Regions from separate parts of the Mus musculus genome. Here regions 1, 2, 4 and 5 are each linked to region 3. A link is a contact called in public HiChIP or PLAC-seq and promoter capture Hi-C data. All regions are on one chromosome and are shown on one strand. Each heading gives the region's core, a stretch centred on a gene start, on an enhancer-like site or on the middle of the called end of the contact. The rest is flanking DNA. Distances are from core to core; before and after follow the strand shown.

What was found. Promoter capture Hi-C pulls out the DNA fragments that hold promoters and counts their contacts. HiChIP or PLAC-seq counts read pairs in DNA pulled down with a chosen protein or histone mark.
Region 1: a promoter capture Hi-C map of neutrophils shows a contact between it and region 3, with 4 times the contacts expected there. The contact joins the promoter of 4930405J17Rik here to the promoter of Myb in region 3. A contact is called at or near these places in 5 of 39 promoter capture datasets (the 3T3-L1 cell line, hematopoietic stem and progenitor cells, liver and 1 more).
Region 2: a contact with region 3 is called in an H3K4me3 HiChIP or PLAC-seq map of bone marrow-derived macrophages, with 4 times the contacts expected there. The contact joins the enhancer-like site here to the promoter of Myb in region 3. A contact is called at or near these places in 7 of 39 promoter capture datasets (the 3T3-L1 cell line, cranial neural crest, embryonic stem cells and 2 more), 3 of 115 datasets of contacts at active chromatin or transcription factors (bone marrow-derived macrophages, embryonic forebrain and pancreatic cancer cells) and 1 of 9 other capture datasets (liver).
Region 4: a contact with region 3 is called in an H3K4me3 HiChIP or PLAC-seq map of bone marrow-derived macrophages, with 7 times the contacts expected there. The contact joins the enhancer-like site here to the promoter of Myb in region 3. A contact is called at or near these places in 9 of 39 promoter capture datasets (the 3T3-L1 cell line, cranial neural crest, embryonic stem cells and 5 more), 4 of 115 datasets of contacts at active chromatin or transcription factors (bone marrow-derived macrophages, forebrain and pro-B cells) and 1 of 9 other capture datasets (adipose tissue).
Region 5: a promoter capture Hi-C map of embryonic stem cells shows a contact between it and region 3, with 8 times the contacts expected there. The contact joins the promoter of Sgk1 here to the promoter of Myb in region 3. A contact is called at or near these places in 2 of 39 promoter capture datasets (embryonic stem cells and liver).

The regions. Positions count from the first base shown.
Region 1 is chr10:20,200,570-20,203,269 of GRCm38.p6, forward strand. It overlaps 4930405J17Rik (RIKEN cDNA 4930405J17 gene), which reads right to left and starts at 1,285. Exons shown (of 3, transcript NR_045350.1): 1 at 1,088-1,285; 2 at 1-113. The region is part of intron 1 of Map7 (microtubule-associated protein 7); the gene reads left to right.
Region 2 is chr10:20,396,957-20,399,656 of GRCm38.p6, forward strand. Pde7b (phosphodiesterase 7B) reads right to left here. Exons shown (of 12, transcript NM_001347366.1): 12 at 96-2,700. Among named protein-coding and RNA genes, the nearest start is that of Mtfr2, 50 kb to the left of the region's middle. Within about 2 kb of position 1,440, at least 30 of the 459 cell types and tissues checked have an H3K27ac peak or open chromatin away from gene starts, as enhancers often do. A contact at or near this core is called in bone marrow-derived macrophages, where this site is marked.
Region 3 is chr10:21,159,543-21,162,242 of GRCm38.p6, forward strand. Myb (myeloblastosis oncogene) reads right to left here and starts at 1,442. Exons shown (of 16, transcript NM_001198914.1): 1 at 1,154-1,442. The coding sequence starts at 1,176.
Region 4 is chr10:20,289,238-20,291,937 of GRCm38.p6, forward strand. No RefSeq gene overlaps it. Among named protein-coding and RNA genes, the nearest start is that of Gm48249, 3.9 kb to the left of the region's middle. Within about 2 kb of position 1,369, at least 66 of the 459 cell types and tissues checked have an H3K27ac peak or open chromatin away from gene starts, as enhancers often do. A contact at or near this core is called in adipose tissue, bone marrow-derived macrophages, forebrain and 1 more, where this site is marked.
Region 5 is chr10:21,880,902-21,883,601 of GRCm38.p6, forward strand. It overlaps Sgk1 (serum/glucocorticoid regulated kinase 1), which reads left to right and starts at 1,283. Exons shown (of 14, transcript NM_001161845.2): 1 at 1,283-1,806. The coding sequence starts at 1,738. Gm46215 (a long non-coding RNA gene) reads right to left here and starts at 1,377. Exons shown (of 3, transcript XR_001779732.1): 1 at 1,292-1,377; 2 at 797-849.

The DNA of each region.
Region 1 (2,700 bases), core at 35-2,534, 960 kb before region 3:
TTTCTTCTATAGAACATAGCACATGGCATCATTGTCCGAAGCACTATAAATTTGGGACTAGCCAGGCAGCAGCATCCTTTCCCAGTTTGTAAATTGTGTCCTCTGGGAACCTCCTAAAGGAAAAGAGAAGACAACTACTGAGACAGAGTCCCTGCACAGCCATGGCCGCTGTGAGCGCAGCAGGAGGCCTTCCAGAGCCACCCTGACTTCTTGAACACAAAGGACAGAGAACTAGGAATCAAAGGGGTCCAAAGAAAGTGCTGTGTGTGCTCAGGGGTGCTTAAGATAAGGTCTAATCCTTGAGATTAGAAGCAATCTGGGTGGGGTCAAGAAAGAACAAACCATCTTGCAGGAACTGTCCGCTGCCTGGCTGGCTGGGCTCCCTTAGTTGTCAGTGGTACAGGTGTATAGGTTTTCTACATTCCTTTATGAAATGAACCTCTGTTCTTTTCCTTTTCTATAACTACAAGTAAAATATACATGGAATCTCTTAATATTTGCCTTCAAATAGTAATAACCAAACTCCTAAGGTTGGTTAAACATTCACATTCTACTAAACACCAAAGTCTAATCTGCATCATTGTGATAATTGTAACAAACTTAGTTAATTTTTCTTCTGTGAAATATTTTAAATTCTTATAAAAAATGCGAAGTGCAGCACCATTTTCAGATTGCTGGTTAGTTTTTTCAGATTGCTGGTTAGTTGTCAATTCAACACAAGCTAAAGTCATTTGGGAAGAGAAACCTTAATTGAGAAAGTGCCTCCATCATGGCCTGTATGCAAGTCTGATGTGGGAGGGCCCAGCCCACAGTGGGTGATTCTTGCCTAGTTTGTATAGAAAAGCAAGCTGAGAAGCAGTGTTGTCTAAGCTTCCGCTTCAGCGCCTGCCTCTAGGGTGATTGCTGCCCTGCTTGGTTTCTGTCTTAGCTTCCTTGGGGGGGGGGGGCGGGGGGTGGGGTGGGGGGTGGTGGTGACTGTGACTGGGATGTGCAAGCTAAGTAAAACCTCTCTTTCCCAAGTTGCTTTTGGTCATGGCCTTTATCACAGCAATGGAAAGCAAAGTAGGACAAAATTTAAGGGACTGACCAGTTCCCGTGATCTCAGTCACTGAGGAAGACAAGCAGATCTTTGTCTTTTCCTTTACGTGTCCCTTAAGTGTTCCTGTCCCTGAGCCCTGCCCATTTCTGTTCTCTAGAATAGGAGCAGATGCAGGGTCCCACAAGGCTCTGGTGTGAGACTCTGTTACAAACAAGCAAGGGACAGGGAAATGGGGAGATGTTTGTCAGAAGGAGCAGACTCAGTTCTAAGTTCTGGGACCTGGCGTCCAGTGAGCTCACAATAGAGAAAGGACATTGTCCTGGAAACTCACTAGGAGATAGCCTCTTTCTCACCACACATAAAAGTGCTGGGCCCTCGATGGAGATGATAATTAACTTAATTGTGGTAATCGTCTTCCAGTGTGTGCATAAGCATGCTATTATGTTATACACCTGAAACGTACAAATTTACCCCTCAATTACCTGTCAGGAAAGCCAGGAGTGGGGAGAACAAACGAATGCTGGCTGATGTCTCCTGAGCACATAGAATGCCTACCGCATAAAATCCAGTCTATCAGAGTCAAAGGTTAAGATGGCAAAGCAAGGACAAGGGGGCAAGATGCTTGCTTCATCTGCAGGGGAAGGCCGAGTGAGTGCTGTGCCCACAGGTCACCGTGGCTCCTCTCAGCTCTCTCGGATAGGATAGAATGCAGGCTAGGCGTGGAGAAGAGCTCTCACTGGTCATGACCTTGACCAGGTTACAGCTGAGGCTGACCCGGGAGAGCAGGGAGGCAGTGGGCAGGACATGGTGAGCACGTGGAAAGGAAGGCCATAGAAGGGAAGCACATAAGCTCTTTGGATTTTCTTCCCAGGGTCTGCTCTGTAATCGACTTCCTCGTCTAACTGCTGCTGCTGAAATGTTTCCATGTTTTATATTTGCTAGGGATTATCGGGTGGTGTTTACTGACAAACCTACCTTTATTTCCTCATAGCTTATTGGGATTTGTGTGCATTTAATCTCTACTTAAGTGATTTACATTCTTTTAAATAGTGAGCTGCCAATATCATTCATCAGTATAGTTCTGCAATAAATTCAAAATGGATCCAAAAATGGAGTGATAAGCCAGGGCTTTGGGCTTGAGAAGATAACAAGGAAGATAGCGGCAGCCAGGACTGCTCCTCTTTCTGAGACAGATTCTGTGCCCCGCAGCTTAGGAAGAGGCAGCACCCATCCATCCCCTGTGTGCTAGGCATAGACATCTTCTGAGCCACGCGGTGTATAGAAAACCCTTTGTTGTCCTTCTTGTTGGCTGCCAGCTGTCCTGCTGCATGAATGCATCACCGTTCAGTTAAAACACTGTTGTTCTCGGGAAAGAGTGGAGCGCTGTGCCCACACAATGTCCTCCCTGTCCTTCCCTTTGGTCTCTCCTTGTGGTACCAGTCATGTCTCAGCAGGCCATTCTGGCCTAAGTGCTTCCTGGGTGCTCTGCCTCTCTTCACGTCAAGAGTACATGCTGTCCCAGAGCATGGAGTAAGAGTTACAGAAAGACTGACTGTTAGAGGAACTTTCCAGTCCCCACTGAGGAGAACCCCAGTGCTCCCACACTCAAAATCTTCAGTCCTTTCCTTAGTAACTGTTCCCGTATACTTCACACACATCTT
Region 2 (2,700 bases), core at 190-2,689, 760 kb before region 3:
ACTCTGCTTTTTGAATATTTCCTATTGGGAACATTCCCATTTGGTAGGCTGGTGATGTGTTATATGGGGAAAGTCAGGATATTTTTATACTGTGATATTTTAAAGAAATTATCTTTATTTTTAAATGTTCATCTGGATAGACATGCCAATGAATATTTAGGCCACATTTTTGAGCAAAACTCACAAGGTTTGTTCCCCCCCCCCCCAAACTTACATGTGTACACAAGATGACACAATTTTACAGTCTTAAAAGAAGAAAGCATGAGGAATACAAGCTCATAACCAAGTCAACGCCACTGAGCAGATGTGATTCGACACAAAAGGCCACACATCTCCATGTTTTACAGGAAGGGCTATTTGAAGGCAGGGTTGCAGATGCCCTCCAAGGCCCTTTGTGGGAAGCTGAAAGCAGGAAGAGGAGAAACAACTAGTTTTTACTTAACCTAACCCGGAAGTATGGGTTGTCAGGGTTTCAGGTATCAGGTCTGACTGCGGATTGGATGGCAGCAAAGAAAAGTAGGCTTTGATCATCAGACCTGATAGTGATGTATTCATGTTCACCTCTCTCTCTCTCTCTCTCTCTCTCTCTCTCTCTCTCTCTCTCTGTCTCTCTCTCTCTCTCCCTCTCCCTCTCTCGCTCTCTCTCGCTCTCTCTCTCTCTCTCTCCCTCTCCCCCTCCCCCTCTCTCTCCCTCCCTCCCTCCCTTTCTTCCTCTCTCTCTCTCTTTGTCTCTGAGATCTTTATGTATTATTAAGAAAGTAGCTCTCTGAATTCTTCCTTTCTAAAGTCATCAATTGATGATCCACGACCTAGGTGGGCTAGCAGACTAAGACTAAAAGCGTTAAAACGATATTGACACATGGACCGTGTCTCCAAGACTTATTGGACAACTTGTATTAAATTATTCCAAGAGAGCCATTAGCAGGCAGAAAAGAGTTTTCACAGTTAATTTTTTCTCAACACATGAGGATCTCACAAAATTTCCAGACAGTAGAAGCATGCAGGCACGTCTACCTCCATTCTATTTCTGATTTTTATTATTCTTGTGTTTTAACTATTAGATGTTTGGTAGATGAAAATCTTTCCCTATAAACCTGGAACTACCAAGAATGCCCTATCCTAATTCAATTATAATATAATTGTAGCTTAAGCAAATCTATTTCCTAAACTCCACTGGCTAAAGACAATGTTTTCTTTACTGTTTCTATTTTGTCATCCTGAACAATTGATCTCCTTGTTTTGATCTCATATGCATAAAAACAGATGGCTACAATCCAAAATAAGAGGTTTTGAAGCAGGAATCTTTCTGCTGTATTCTCATGTGAGGCCTTGCTTAAGTTCAGAGCTTCAGAATACCATAGCAATGAAGATGTATGTCAGTCCGTAGCTGCTTCAGAAAACAGAAGTTAGTGCTGTGTTCACAACTTCCCTTCTCACCCATATCAGTGACGTCAGCGCCATCCACCCACTTCGCAAATTCTTCAGACTTTCTTTAGTCCCATCTGACAATCTTGCTTATACTAGTGAAAATATAATCAACTTTCCAATTCCTTCCACAACCTTAACTCTGTAAGCCCCAATCTCTCTGTAGGAACGTGTTCCAAGCCAAGCAAGTTTTTAATGTTTCACTTGCGTTATTAGGAGAAACAGAGAGCCCCACATTAGTTGCACTTAGGAAGTAAGAGCTAGCTGTTGCTGTCAGTTTGAGAAGTGGCTTGATCATGGCAGAAATGCCCCCTCTCCCACTACTTAAGATAAAGAGAAAGAAGCATTGGCAGTTTCCATATAACATTAATTATGCTAGAGCTCACGAAGAAAAGGCTCAATGCATAGTTCAGCTGGGTAAGAATGCGTACACACTGGATTTTACAGCCAAGCATCTGCAGACAGATGACAACAATTCCAAGCTGCGTCTGCTGGCTGCAGCTGTGATGAACCACATTAATCTGCTAGAAAGCTAAAGTCTCTGATAAAACTGAAATAGCTTCTTTACTTAAATAAGATTAAATTCAGCCAAACAGCTGGGCAGTTGTTCACATGAAACTATAGAAAAAAGTAAATAATTCAGTTACTGTCAACGCCAAAGAAACGCACACCAACCGTCCACGGACCAAAGGGACTTTGGTATTGTAGCCATATCAGACAAATGTGTGGCATGGGGGCAGGGAGTTCCCTGATGGTTAGGTGACAGGAAACCTGCTGTGTCTTCCGTGAGGTGGATGTACCCCGTGTTCCACAACAGGAGTCACAAAAACACGAGCTTCTCAGCCAGCTTGTTAAAACTGTGTGCAGCATTGCTGTGCTGGAAAGTGATTTACATCTTGCTCATTAATCTGAGGAAACCAAACTTAGTGCCATAGATTAAAAACTACGTTCCCAATGCATGAGAGGTTTTCGAAAAAAGTTTCCTTCAAGATGGTACTCAGTTTTGGCTTGTGACCTTAGCAGGGAAGCAGAGATGGTCACTAGGGGCAGGCAGTTCAGAAAGACATCTGTCAGGATTTAGGTTGGGCAGTTTTGGAAAGAGGAAAAATGTTTAAAGTTAAGGCCTTTATCTGCGAACAACAGTATATTAATAAACTCTATACCATATTTACAAATGCATTCTCTTGTATTAAAACTAACAGTATTCTGTTCACAGTGCCATTGTTTATACAGGTAGCAATCCCATAATACTCGTGTATTTTGGCATGGGAATCA
Region 3 (2,700 bases), core at 192-2,691:
GAAAGAAAGGAAAGAAAGAGAGAGAACAGATTGTTTAGCGAAAATCAAACCACGAGTGGAAAGGCGGGCGCGGATAGACTGTGTCTCCGCGGACTCCCCCCCCCCCCCCCGAATCTTCCTTAGGGTCGGTCGGTCGGTGGCTTTGCCAGAGGCGGGCCACCAAAAGCAGCTGGAGCAGAGTGCTGGGAGCAGCGGCGACCTCAGCTGCTTCCACGTGTGCGCGGCCCAGGAGAAGAGCGGCGACATCGCCCGGGGTGCACTGCAGCTGCCTTGGGTGCCGCCTGCCTCCAGCACTTTGCGCCGAGTGGCGACCGCCACCGAGCTAAGCCCCGCATCTGTTGCTCTCTGGGAGCCCCGGCGTGTCCTCGGGAAACCCCGAGTCGGGCCGGACTTGAGCGCCAGCAACTGACAGTTCCGAGAGGATCCCTCTTCCCGAAGGTGGGGCCAAAATGGAAAGAGAGTGCACGCATCATCTCGGCCGGTGCGGTGACATGTGCGACGCGGGCGCGTGCAGTGTTTGCAAAAGCTTCTTCCATAACAAGTACAAGAATCTTCAAACGGCTGGGTTTAAAACAATCTGCAAACCCATTTTGTCCCCCTAAAATCTTTGCAGCTGCCTGCCTGTCAGCTGACACCTCTCTCGCCTCCATAATGAATGAATGAAATTTAAATGAACTACCTGCAGCTACTAAACAACCCGGCCTTTCCCTATATCTGCCATATGCTCTTCAAGTGCAAACACACCTCAATGCATGCAGCAATTAGGCTGCGACTCCCTCGCCGACACTCGGGGCATCAAGCCAAACACCTGGTGGGCTCCTCGGGTCTGATGGAACCGTTCAGTCCTCGGCTGAAGAGTGCCGAGCCCCCCCCCCACCCCACCCCCCAAAGAGAAACGAATCCCCGAGCAACTTGCAAAAAGAAAAAGAAAAAAGAAAGAAAAAGGGAAATAAAATAAAAAAGAGCCTCAGGGCATGCTTCCCACTATACCCGTGCGCTTCTCGCAGAGTTTTCCATTCATCCTTCTCCCGAGTGTCTTCTGCCACTGGCTGACAGCCCCGCAAACCAACAGGGAAGGCATTCCCACCTGCTCCGGGATGCCTGGATCCCCGCGCGCCCTAGCCCGAGGCCGCCCTCTCAGCCTCCCCATTACCTGTGTCGGGGTCTCCGGGCCATGGCGAGGCGGGCCGGGGCTCCGCCAAGAGCCCCGGGGACCGCACCGGTTGCCGCCTCCCGCTGCCCTCCGCCTTGCCTGCGTCCTCCCCCGGCTGCGCAGCGGCGCTCCGCACCGCCGGGGCGAAGTTTCTCCGGAGAAAGGGGAGGAGAAGGAGGTCACCGAGGAGGAGGAGGAGAAGGAGGAGAAGGAGGAGGAGGAAACAGGTTGATATTAAAGTGTAACTCTGTAAACAGATGCCATCAAACAAAGAGGTTTGGACACTCCCCCTCCCGCCAAATCTGGCGCCCCTGCAGTGCGCACGCGCCCTGCCCGCCGCCTCCGCGGTCGCCCGAGCTGCAGCCCGCCTGGCCGCCGCTCCCATTCGCCTCTCGCGCCGCGGAGCTGCTCCTGGCGCGCAGCGCGGCCGGGACGGCGGGCGGGCGGGGAGCCCGGGCTGGGGAGGGGCGGCCGGGGCCGCGGTGGCGCCTTTTCCTGCGCAAACCCCGCTCCGTGGCCGGGTGGCGCCGGCTCACACCGGGTCCCGCTGTTACCGCTTTCGGGGCTACGCGGTCGCTCCTCTCCGTAGGCTCCGGGGCTCCCGAGCCCGAATCAGCAGCGCTTCCATTCAAGGGCACCTCGATGGGGTTGGGTGACACACTTCTGCCTTCAGGGTTTCAACTGCGCCCCGACTTCAACACACCCGGGAGCAGAGAGTGTGAGGGATGATCGGTTGAATAGAGTGAGCGTACTTCCCCAACCCCCAACGATTTTTGACTAGGTCCAGTTTTTCATGTTTTAATTTTAAAGGGACATCTTTAATTCACTGGTAAGCGACAAAGGATACTTAAATACAGTCAGCCCTGTGGCTACAGCCTTTGACAGATCGAGCCCCGGGCTCATTTTTCAATCTCCTCCCAGATCCTGCAGCCCACACACCACCGGCTTTTTGTCATAAGCCCTTCCTCCCTCACTTAGACACACGCCGGGCCCACCCACCCTAGGAGGTGCCTACCACGCACTTCTGCCTCTGCAGAGTGCGCTCGGGTCCTGGGTCCTGCGTCAAACACTTGCTGGACAAACCTACTGGATCCCAAACAAACAACCCCTAGCAGTTCTCAGGAACTTGTGCACTCCTGATTCATTTTTTTTTTAAACCAAACCCATACCACTGGTTCTCAACCTGTGGGTCCCGACCCACTTGGGATTGCTCGACTGTTATCTTGTACGTTTGATATATATCTGATCTCTACATTATGATTCATAAGTAGCAAGATTACAGTTATAAAATACTGATGAAAATAATTTTATGTTTGGGGCCACCACATGAGAAACTTGTATTAAAGGGTCGCAGCTGAGACCCTTTAAAGGAAGGCTGAGAACCATTGAGCTAAACAGTAAGGACCCTGTTGGGTGTAATTTGAAGAGTTTACCAGCCACAAGTCAGCGAAGGTATCCCTGTAACTTTAACTACAGGTTCCCAAAGGAGCGATGTGCAAAGTGCTGAATTTATAAGGATTGGTGATTGGGGGATTTCAGGGGACTTT
Region 4 (2,700 bases), core at 119-2,618, 870 kb before region 3:
AAGTCAGGGTCAAAGTGCCCCCCCACCCTTTGGCCCTTTTACCCTACTCCATCCCTAGGCTGGTGGTTCTGGATTCTACAGACAGCAGGCTGAACGGACCATGACTAGCAAACCAGTGAGCAGCACCCCCCACAGCCTCTGCATCAGCTTCCGCCTCCAGGATCCTGCCTTGTCTGAGTTCCTGTCCTGGCCTCCTTTGATGATGAACAGTGCTATGGAAACATAAGCCAAATAAACCCTTTCTTCCTCGAGTTGCTTCGGTCATGGTGAAATGTTCTTTAATTTCTCTCTCAGCTCACAGAACTTTAGTTTCCTGTATAGAAGGCTCATACCTTTTCTTAGATTGTTAGATCTTTGTTATTTCTTAGTATCATTATAAATGGGTTATATATATATATATATATATATATATATATATATATATACACAGCTGGGCATGGTGGAGGCTGCAAAATCAAAAGTTTGAGCTTATCCTTGGCCCACACAGTGAGTTTGATGCCAGTCTGAACTACACTGTTACAAATAAATGAAACCAGGGTTGGGCAGATGCTCAGTGGATAAAGCGCGAGCTTGCCTAGAGGAAGCTGCCTGGCTAGAACCGCAAGCTCCGGCCGGTTCAGTCTGGACCATTGCCTCGGTAAAAACAGTGGAGAATAGTAGAGGAAGATACTGACATCAGCTTTGGGTCTTTATGTGCATATGCATGCACATGCGTGGATGTGTAAACATAAGCATGCACACAGCACTGAAACGGGATTGCTTGTGCATGCGCACACGCGCGCGCACACACACACACACACACACACACTCAAAGCCGACAACCAGATTTTGTTTTCTGTGGGAATGGTGACACAGACCTGTAATCCAGCCTTCAGGAGGTTGAGACAGGAGTACCTAGAGTTTGCATCCCTTCTGGGCTACAGAGTAAGAACTTATCAAAACAAATAAAAAACAACACCAAATAGAACACCTGCAGTGTACATTATAGTAACTGGTTTCTGGTAAGCGGAAATATTGCTCTTTTTTCCTTGTAATTTATCTTATACAAAAAATCGTATTAAACTGCAGACATTGAGGGAGCAGAATGGGACCCTGGGTAGTTAACTATTTTTCTTTAAAAAATGAAATAAAAAAGAATGTAGTATTTTAGCCACCAGATATAATATTTTAAAATGATAAATGTTATTGTTTGTGTCAATATTAATTGCCAGTTATGAGAATGGCAATGGGATTTATTTTAAAAAAAACAAAACAAAAGAAAACAAAACAAAAAAACCTAATTGAACAGCACGGCTAAGTCCCTACATCTCCAGGAGGTGGCGGCAGTGAGCTACTAGGACGATAGTTCAGTCCGTTTTCAGCGGCTGAGTCTGGTCATCTTCATTCCCTGAATTAGCTTGCTACCCTTTCCGGTAGACACGATCCTCACTGAGGCTGCCCAGTATAAGGGCTTCTGCTCCCCTAATTTTGATCTAGCTGGGCTACAATGCTCAGAGAGGGTCCCCTCAATTTACCCAGAGGGGATCCTTAGCTTCCCACGACTGACAAAAGGATTCGTCTCAAACTCAACTCACCGCCTGTAATGTACGAGCAGACAGGCAGGTGCACACTGTCCAATTATCTTTGCCTCTTCTGCTGCTGTGGCTTAAATGTCAGCAGTTTCTCGGGGAGAGGAAGGCAGGATTAGGGTCGGACCTCCCTTCCTGTATTATGGGCAGTTGTTCACCTTCTCATAGACAAAGCCCTTGGTTCTTGTCCACCTGAGTTGGAAGGCAAGTTTCCTGACAGGCCCTGGGCCTTGTCTCAGGGTTTCCTCCCAGGAATCTCTGTGAATCGTCAGTGGAATTGCAGTAAATGTTAAAGCAAACAAACAAAAATTCCCTGTAAATGCTGGGAAGACCGGAGCCGCCTGTGGACACTGAGTGTTCTACCTCTATCATTTCGATTGCTTCAATCCCTCTTTTGTTTGTTAGTGTTTGTGACAGGGTCTGCGTATATACTCCTACATGGTCTAGAACTAACACTGTAGCCTAGGTTGGCCTCAACCCCCCCCCCCCAAGTTCTGAAGTTATAAACATGAGTTACCACATCCAGCTGATAACCCCTTTTGAGTGACCATAATAAGGGGATACATAAAGCTTAAAATATAAACCACATCAGGAAGATCTAAGCAACAACTTATGACAAATTGACATGTGTACAATGAAATACATAACTGTAGTAAATCACATAGGTTACTGTCCAAATGACTGCAGATGATATTCAAGATAAAAACGCTCTATGGGTTTGCCTGATCTCGGTTGAGGTTCCCTCCTCTCAGATGACACTAGCTAGTGTCAAGGTGACATTAAAAACTAACCAGGACACAGCAATCCTGGTAGACAGCACTGTGTGCTCAGAACAGTTTCATTTAATTTCTCCATTTAATTGTCTGTCAACTTAGAAGCCTCTTGATCCTACATGCATGGGACAATCTCTACGCTATCTATTCTGGTTGTGGAACTATTTGTCCATACTTAAATCATTAACACACTTAAATGTAACTTTAGTTCATAGTAAGACTCAATGCTGGCTGCAGGTGGGTGCCTATGAGTTTGAGACCAGCCTGGTCTACAGAGTGAGTTCCAGGGCAACCAGGACTGTTACACAGAGAAACCCTGTCTCGGAGAAGAAAGGGAAGGAAGGAAGGAAGGAAGGAAG
Region 5 (2,700 bases), core at 33-2,532, 720 kb after region 3:
TGTTGTTGTTATTGTTCTGTTTGGGTGTTGTTTCTGGCTAGGATCCCATGAATTCTAGTCTGGCCTCAAACTCTGAGGATAAGCTTGCATTTCTGATCCTCCTACCTTTAACCTCCCAACTGCAGGGGTTCTAATCCCATGTTGCCACAGTGTCTGTCGCTGTTTTGTTTTTTCTTTTGTTTGTTTGCTTGTTTTGTGGTCCTGAGGATTAAACTCATGGTTTCATGCAAGCACTCAATCAACAATTATTTTTAAGGATAGTTCTAGTGTATTTCCTACCAGTGAACGCTTACTGGTTTTGGATTTGAATGCTATATTTGAATAGAATGAGATGTCAAACAAGTGATTGAGTGGCTGAATTAATGAATGAGTGAATGAATGAGTGAGTGAGTGAGTGATCGTGTATGTCTATCTCATAGACCAAAGTACAGCCGGAGGTGAAGTAGCTGATCAAAACCACATGCTAACAGGGACCCCAAACCTTTTTGCTATAAATCCTATTTAAAAAACAAAACAAAACTCATAAAATATCAGCATCAAAGAGCACAAGTGGAAACGAGCTACGCATAATTAAATGTTTTTGTTAAATGAATTCACTTTGCAGAGGTTCAGGATAAGTTGGGGCATGTAAAAAGACTCGTCCTTGCTTCCTGTGACTCCCTTAGCATTGAATGGATTCAGCACGAATTTTTGGTGAAGGTCTGGGCAAGGTTCTGCCTATTGGTTTTGCACACTTTGTTTCTGTTCATTGATTTTCTCTTACTGCCGGCTTCTCTGTTGAAAAGGGTGGGCTTACCTCCCCAGTTGTTCCTTCTAATGTCACAGCGGAAGGAAGGGCATCCGAGGACCCTACAGAGTAAGAGACCATTCACTGCTACACATGTGTAGGCACATTATTTTATTTTTCAAGGTTTCATAGGGCAGGAACACGTTTGATGCCCCCCACCCCCTGCCTCCGGGGCTTGGTATCAGAACCGGAATCTGAAGAACTTCATTGAGAATTACATTATTGGGTCTGCATTTTACTCTGGTTACCACATTGTTGCAAAGAAAAACCAATTCAAAGAACCCTCCCAAGGGAATCCGTTGTTCTGTGTTTTCTGTGTCTCCTGACCATCCTCTGATCTTACTCACATATGCATGCATGCATCCTTGCTCCTTCCTGCCTTGCTTTCTCTTTCCATTTACCTTTCTGAGGAGGCTCTCTCCCTTCCTCCTTCCCTCCCTCCGGCTTCAGCTCTTTCTTACTCCTTCCCCCAGCTGCTTAACTACAGCTCCCACTGGAACCTACACAATCAAAAACAGCTCTCCTCCAGCAGCCTCCAGCAGCGCATCACCTGGAGCAGAGCGAGTCGCTCGCTCCCCGCTCAGCCCGGGAGCAGCTCGGTAGCTGGGGGCGGGGACGGTACCCTGCTCTCGCCTGAGCGCCCGCCAGAGCATCTCTGGATAGATTTGCTGTATCCCGCCATCCGGCCCCGGGGTCCTGTTGTGGTGATGCTTACGTTTCAAAGCAATGATGGAAAGAGAAAAGCCATTGCCAGTGGCCTCTGAAAGTGGGGCGAGTTACTGCAGTCGCTGCCGCAGCAGGATGAGCGAGTGAAAAACTGAGCCCCGTTAGCCTCTCCATCCCGTTCGGTCTTCATTCACCGTCTCCAGGAAGGCGGATCGGGATACAGATGCAGTAAACCAAGCCGGTGCCACCCTGGATCTATAACTGTGAAGTCCCTTCTGTGGAAGATGGTAAACAAAGACATGAATGGATTCCCGGTCAAGAAATGCTCAGCGTTCCAATTTTTTAAGAAACGGGTAAGCCCAGGTTGTGGTTGTTGCTTTTGTTTTCTACGCTGCTTCTCTCAAATGCTTTTGGAGGCTTGCCTAGGGTAAGCCTCGGGTTTTGTTACTGAGCCCTTCGTGAAAGCAGAGCTTCTGGTGTCAGTGGTCAAGGTGAGCGCTGGCCCTGCTGAGATTCATATTTGTTGGGGGGTGGGTAGGGGAGATGTTGATGGAAAGGGGGGGCTCAGAGGAGTTGCATTGGAAGAAGGGGGTTGGGCCGAGATGCCTTCAAATGGGTTTAAGATGGGAACTGAGATTTCTCAATCAAAGCCATGCCCAGGATTACAAGGCAGTTTCAAAGACAGCTGGCCCGAGTGCAGTTAATAAGAAGCAATTTAGTCTGGGCTAATTAAGTAGCTCTCTCGCTCTTATCTTTGAAGGGTTCAACTTTGCCACACCTTCCCTCCGTCTCAAGGGCTGCTGCATTTTCGTCTTCAATTGTTAGAAGCAGCTTTGGCTCCTCAAATCCATTCTGCCACTATCTCTATCTTTGGGGTAAACAGGAAAGGACCAGAGTGACCTTTGACAGAAATGATGGACTCCCAACATCTCAAACCCTCTATTTCAAGTTGCCTCAATTTTGCCTAGCACACGTGCCCTTACCAAAAGAATAAGGGATAGCCTGTTTTATAGCCCAAACTATGATTGGGGGGGGGGGCGTGCGGGGAGGGTTCTGCTGCTATGTACATTTGCTGTATACATTTGTTTAAATTCCTTTCATTCATAATGTTAGTAATGTCATAGGGCTGTAAATGAATAGACCTTTCTCTGTTTCACAGATAAACTCAGTTCATTGCAATGGCCACACTGGAGGTCTGTGGCTCTGCAAATTTATACATGAGTGGGGACTCAGAAATGAGTGGTTGT